Linked DNA regions of Dromaius novaehollandiae: region 2 is linked to region 1. A link is a contact called in public Hi-C data. All regions are on one chromosome and are shown on one strand. The core of a region is the stretch at or near the end of the contact, and the rest is flanking DNA. Distances in the headings are between cores, read along the strand shown.

Evidence for each region. A called contact is a pair of places that touch in the nucleus more often than the background predicts.
Region 2: a Hi-C map of liver shows a contact between it and region 1, with 9 times the contacts expected there. The contact joins two enhancer-like sites. A contact is called at or near these places in 2 of 4 Hi-C or Micro-C datasets (brain and liver).

The regions. Positions count from the first base shown.
Region 1 is chr4:23,291,776-23,294,926 of bDroNov1.hap1, reverse strand. No RefSeq gene overlaps it. Among named protein-coding and RNA genes, the nearest start is that of ANK2, 110 kb to the left of the region's middle. Within about 2 kb of position 1,501, at least 1 of the 2 cell types and tissues checked has open chromatin away from gene starts, as enhancers often do.
Region 2 is chr4:23,379,256-23,382,406 of bDroNov1.hap1, reverse strand. No RefSeq gene overlaps it. Among named protein-coding and RNA genes, the nearest start is that of ANK2, 18 kb to the left of the region's middle. Within about 2 kb of position 1,461, at least 1 of the 2 cell types and tissues checked has open chromatin away from gene starts, as enhancers often do.

The sequences.
Region 1 (3,151 bases), core at 252-2,751:
TACAAAAGTTGCAACTTAGGAAATGCCAAAGGTAAGTTTTCCAAGCAGGAAAGCAACAAAAGCCAAAGAGCAACTCCTTTTTATGACATTACAGTCATATTTTGATAACTAATACACAAACCCAAACATTTCCTAATAAGAAGAAAGTTGAAGTCCATTCTCAACAGATGAATGTTCAGAGGGATGTAATCATACAGTCTTTGAGATGCAAGTATTACTAGTTACTGTTTTATACTAAATACTTTTTATATAGTACTACGTATTTATCCTCTTCTCAGTAAATAATCTTTCCTTATGTAAAAATAAATAGGAAAAAGAGAGGAAAAATCCATACAAAAGAAAAAAATATACATATGCAGCAAGGATGATGTTCTTCCATTGATGAGCTGTTCACCATCCTAAGTACGACCTTCATTCTTTCCTAGGGAACAGACACTGAATCAGAGAAAGCTAACTGGCACCATTATCTGTCCTCTCAACTCAGAGACAGAAACTGAACTACCCTTTTGCTCTTTGAGATGCCACCACTTGATTAAGAATAGCTGGACACTGGTGGGGCTGTCTGAAAAGCAGCTTGAATTATGGGTGCTCAGGATGCCTGTTTATGAATAACTGCATATATAGGTGCACACACACACTCTAAACACACAGAGTTGACGTATCTGTCTCAGGACCGATACTATAGTATTTGTTGTTCTTAAACTAATTCTTAAACCTCAGAATCCCACCTGTACTACAAAAATAGGCATGTGCTCCTCATTTTTAGATAAAGCACAGTATTATGCAAGGAATTTCACTTTCAGAAAAAGAAATATTTTGTGGTTCTATCTGAATTTTAAAGAGATTTGGCCTTCAGAGTGAAATACACCCAACAAGCCCCGTCTATCAAAGGATACTTTGACTAGCAAAGCTTCACTGAATTATACACAGCTATAAGCATGACTTTAAACTGTGCCTGAATGCATCTGGTTGATAATTTAGTCTCAGGAAAATAAGTGTTCTGAAGCTGTGCAAAAGTAACCCACAGGAAATAACTCTGAATGAGGACCACATGTCCAAAGTGTGCACTGAAGATTCAGAGGGATTCTGAGCTTCCCCATTTTTGAGTTCTCTGCAAACAGAAGGACAAATCTGAGCCCATTAAGTGAGCTACTGCTGGAAACTGAGAACTATAAATCCACGACTGGTGGGCCTCTCCACCTGAGCACCACTGAACAGAGTGACCATGTGGCTTCTGCTGTGGCTAGCCAGCCCACAAACAGTGCCCTGTGCTGTTTTCCTGGATCTGCACCAAACAGAGGGCAAAGAGATTACAAGAGCTGGGTTTAGAGAAACTCTAAAATCCTATGTGTGAATAAGAATTTAGCTTCCAGATGCATCATCAGGATTCAGCCAGCTTCTCCTATTCTCCTCCCTCCCACTAGCAGCTGGTTCCACATCACATTCCTCCCCTGCCTTCTACACAGCATTGTTCTTCCTCCCCACCTCATTAGCACGTTTCTGTAACCACTGTGACTCACAGCCACCACTTCCTTCCTCCTCAGCACCAGAACATGTGAGGGAAGCTTCAGCCACACTGGGGAAAACTGGCAGCACTAGAAACTGCAGCACAGTTTTCTTCCCATGGAGAGGAAAGAGAAGCCTTCCAGTGGCCAATGTCACTCCCCAGCACCCATCCGTTCGCCTATGAATCCTGACCAAAGAACTTAACATAACCCCTCTCTAGGGCTGGTACTATCATGTATGTATGTATGTATGTATGTATGTATGTATGTGTATATTTTGAGATAACCACATTATTCCTAAATTCAAAGATTGACCTGTGTCAGTACTTCAGCTTTTTGCCAGCTGGTCTAACCTGCTGCTCTACACATGGAATTGCCACAAACTTGACTCGCGAGCTCCGCACAGAATCATGTTCCTCCTGTGGCTGAAAAGACTATTACCAAAGTTTGCTAATCACCATTTTTGGTTCTTATGTTAATGATGACAAAGAATTTCTGCTCAGCTCGGCAGTTTAAATACTTTATGCAATACTAGATTAAAAGTTGAAATAAGATGAAAATGCTAATACTTTTTCTTTTTGGCATATGCTAAAAAGCAATCCTAATTCACCACGGCTGATGGAATGGGACTCTTCCCCCTCTAGAATACCAGCATCTGATGACTGGCAAAATGCCACAGGCAAGGTAAGCAGACACGTAAAATCATGTCACAGAAAAGGCTATAAAGGCACAGAGAAAGGAAGATTGCTTACAAAACTGCAGCACCCAGGTAGCCTTATGTCATTAAAAACAACCTATTTATATGACAAAGATCTAATGAACTTCCAGTTAAAGGCTCAGCTGGACCTAACTGGGCATTAGCCCAGATTTAGGATACATAGTTTTCCCCATATTACGATAGAATAGAAACAAAGAAATAAAGAGAAACAAATTACTATTTAACAATTATCATTTAGATTAGCAGATCTTTTCCCATAAAGAATGAGCCTTTAAAGTGAAAAATTCAAAACACAGCATGCTGGAGGTCGTACAGACACAAAGATTTCATGCTTCCTTTCTCATTGGCACTGATTCACATTTTAGGGATGCCACAGTCACTAACCTGTATGTGAACAAGGGGAAGATAACTTTTCACTGTTTTGGCTAAATATTAAGTAAAAAAAATAAAAAATAAAATAAAATAAAAGAGTCAGGTAAATTAAAATAGCTAATAACCTCTCATATTAAAGCCTTGAGGGGAAAGAAGAACTACAGCAGAGATTATGCTCATTTGGACATTTATTGTTTTTCCCTCAGATAGCTAGAACCATAGAGAAAAACCTAGTAACATGGGCACTACCAGATACGTTCAGTAGCATAGTACAGTGACAATAACCCCATGCAAGAGAAAGGGTTTGTCCAGCACTGGATTAGCATTAAGATGATATAGAATAAAATAGGCAAAGGATAACGTAAGAAAAGTCTGTAGAGTCTAACATATTACAAGAAGGAACTCTGCCAACAGCCAAGTGTTGACAGGGATGGAACACGACACAGCAGGTAGTTCCGGGGAGTTATGGAAGAAGGAAAAACATGATGTAAATATCGAAACTGTTGTTTAATTGAAGGGCTGCGAGATGACAAGAGCTTGGTGGGAGCACTCCCAA
Region 2 (3,151 bases), core at 212-2,711, 88 kb before region 1:
CCAGAGCCCTGGGCGCACAACACTGGGGTGTTCACTGTGAAAAATGAGAGCAAAGAGGCTTCATGACCAGACTCCTACGGTCACTCTTTGCTGTTCTGTCTTAACAGCCTTTTTGCAAGTGCAAAGAGCCAAACGTAGAACAAAAATTCTGATTTACTGCAAATCCAAACTCCATGTATGCCTCTCTATTATGAAGGGCCTAGTTAGAAAAGCTTGTTGTTAACAACAAGTTCTTCTGCTATTGATTTTGCTGATCTGGACTAATTCAGACACTAACAGAACTGAAAGTCTGAATGTTCCACAAGACGAAATTTGTAGAAAATGCCTTACAATGTTCTAGCTGATTCCTTTAACATCTGTTCTCTAGCCTAATGTGTATAAAACATCACATATTGCAGAAAAATACATTATAAGAACATGCAGGTTGTAAAGACAAGCACTTAAAACCTAAGAAATTCCTAATTAAGACTGTAATCTTCATTCAACCCCCTCATGTGTATGCATCATAAGATAGCCTTTAATTAATGATCACATACTATATATTCATGAGACCTCTGCCTCATTCAATGAATAGGCCCAGACAGCATGCATTTAAGAAACAGAGATCTGAGCACTCCCTTCTCCTTGATGCTCAAGGGGTGGCAGAAGGACTTTTATTCTCTATGATAAACCTGCTTTTTGAAGATGGAATTATTAATTTCCTCATAGGCTTTTCTGTAGTTCTTGCTGTTATTGTATATGTATCTGTAGTAAATACTAATCTATTTATTTTCAATAACAGCTTTGTAAAATGGAAGACACGTAATCTTCACTTTACAAAGGCTAAATGTATCCCCTAATTTTGGCTGCACCAATCAGAAACACTTTGAATCTTATTTTTCGGAGCATATACATTACATGTAGTGTTTATACTCAAAAGTGACATTTCCGTTGACTTCATTTGCTATAATGAGCGCTCGACATTTCTACAAGTAGACTGTGAATCAGAAGTCAGGCAGTCAGGGAAAGGAAGGAACACATAGCTGCTGGTAGTCCTTGAAACGCTGAGTTTATCTGATCTGAGCAGCATCACACAGGACCTCTGAGATGAATAAAATCAGAACCCAGATCTCCAGGACGGCGCTCAATTTCCAGATCACCAGCTCTCTCCTTTTGCCCCAATCCCTCATCTTAGCACAAACACTACTACTTGTAACACAGCTCAAGCGAGAATCCTGCTCTGCCCTGATTATTAAACTCTGACTCATCTGTAAATCAGGTGCAGCCTGTGCTCTGAATAAGTCAAAGATGTTATGGAAAAATAACACACAATTCCACCATCAGAAATCTGTGTCTTAGAATATATGCATCTTAATTCTGGCATTTCTTAGTCTTTAAGTATTTTTCCTTAGCCTTGCTCTTGGCAATAACTGAGTGCTTAGTAACACTATCGAAACTGAAAATACAAAGTGTCAGGTTACCATAATACCAGCCCATTAGCAGTGCACATGCCAGATACTGTACACTAGCCGGATTAGCATTTGTGCACGTGCATAGAAACACATACACACAAGCACTGTTAAAATATAGACTGCACTTTTGATGAGACAGTTAAAAGAAATTTGAAAGGAAGAAAGAATCTGTACAGCATGAGGTTATATTTTTTAACAGCTGCATAGGGCTTTAACCTTATGTATGCAGACAGTTGGTTCAAATTAGGTGCAAATTCTTGGATTCCCCTGAAAATGTTATTCATTGTGATATATGTACAAAGAGTACATATATTGATGAAGATAACTTCCCCTAATTAACAATTAATTACCTCAGAAAAAAAGAGATCTTCCTGATCCAAATGCGTGGAAAATTTAATGTTCCCATCATTAGAGATGGGACCTACATCCTATGCAAGTCACATGGACTTTGTAGTTTAGGCCTCTGCTTATTCATATGTTTGGCAGAAAACAGATCTCTTGAAGTTCCTCTCTGCCTCTCAGTATTTCTGAACTCTCATACAAAATCACCTTCCAGTGATCACCGTAGGTAACGTCAATTCCTTGCGATCCTTCTGAGAAAGCTCCTGGATTAAGGAACCATCTATCAATATCCTCTTATGCCTTTTGGCACCCATTCTCATCTTCTTCAACACCTTACCCTTGCTACACGGCAGTATTTCCCCACACCCCTTCTTCTAGCCCATTCCACCCAGGCGTCCCCACCTCACCCCGGCTTTGAGGAATCCACCTCCAGGTGGCACTTCACATCTCGTAGGAAGTGTACAGCTGGCTAGCAAGGCTGCTCAGGCTCCCCCTTCCTGAATCCAAACACCTTCCACCTTGCGGTCGCAGGCAGCAGCAGGCCACGGCGTGCCGTGTAGCACAACACACAGCATTTCCAGCCAAGGCACCCGGGGGCCTGCAGAAAGGCTGTCACAGCTGCTACGCTGCACAAACGTGTCAACAAAAGGCAAGAGGGTGTGGGCCAAGACGCCGTGCACTTACTGCTGTCCATCTTGGCATACAGGCCAGTACAGACGCCCGGCAGCCTGGGCTCCAGCTGCTTTGCCCGTGCCCAGCTCTGCTCGGGCAGCATCAGAAACCCAAGTCAGCGCCGACTGTGACTGCAGCAAAGGCACCATTTCCACAACAACCGAGCAGCCCGCTCCCCTGGCAGCATGTAGTTCTGCATGCAAAACCCCGAAGTTGGGCAAAATGACTCCTGGTGAACGCTGCTGGCTTCCCATAGCACACGCTGAGTGAGGTTTGCAGGATTTTTTCAAATGAATTTGTGAAGGGACTTACTAACAACTGCTTTGCTAAATCAATATGCTGCACTCCTACAAATTTTGCAAGTTTGCCTCTCACAGCAAACACTGACATAGTACGAACTATAAACACAATTTGGAGGGACTGTGGTCCAGAAGCTGAGGCGGGAACACACACTTACAGTATATTTCTGCCTCATCTGCCAATTTTCTATTTGCCTTTGAGCATAACATACTTCAACTCCGTAAAAATGTGTATATTGATACATCCTCTGTGGCTTTTATAAGCATTCTGAGAACTTTAGAAGACAAACATTCTACAAATGTAAAAAATATTTATTTGACAGCAGGTGCATTATTATATTAATGCACATAGATATGAACTGAAACTAAAGTTTCATGCACCACCAT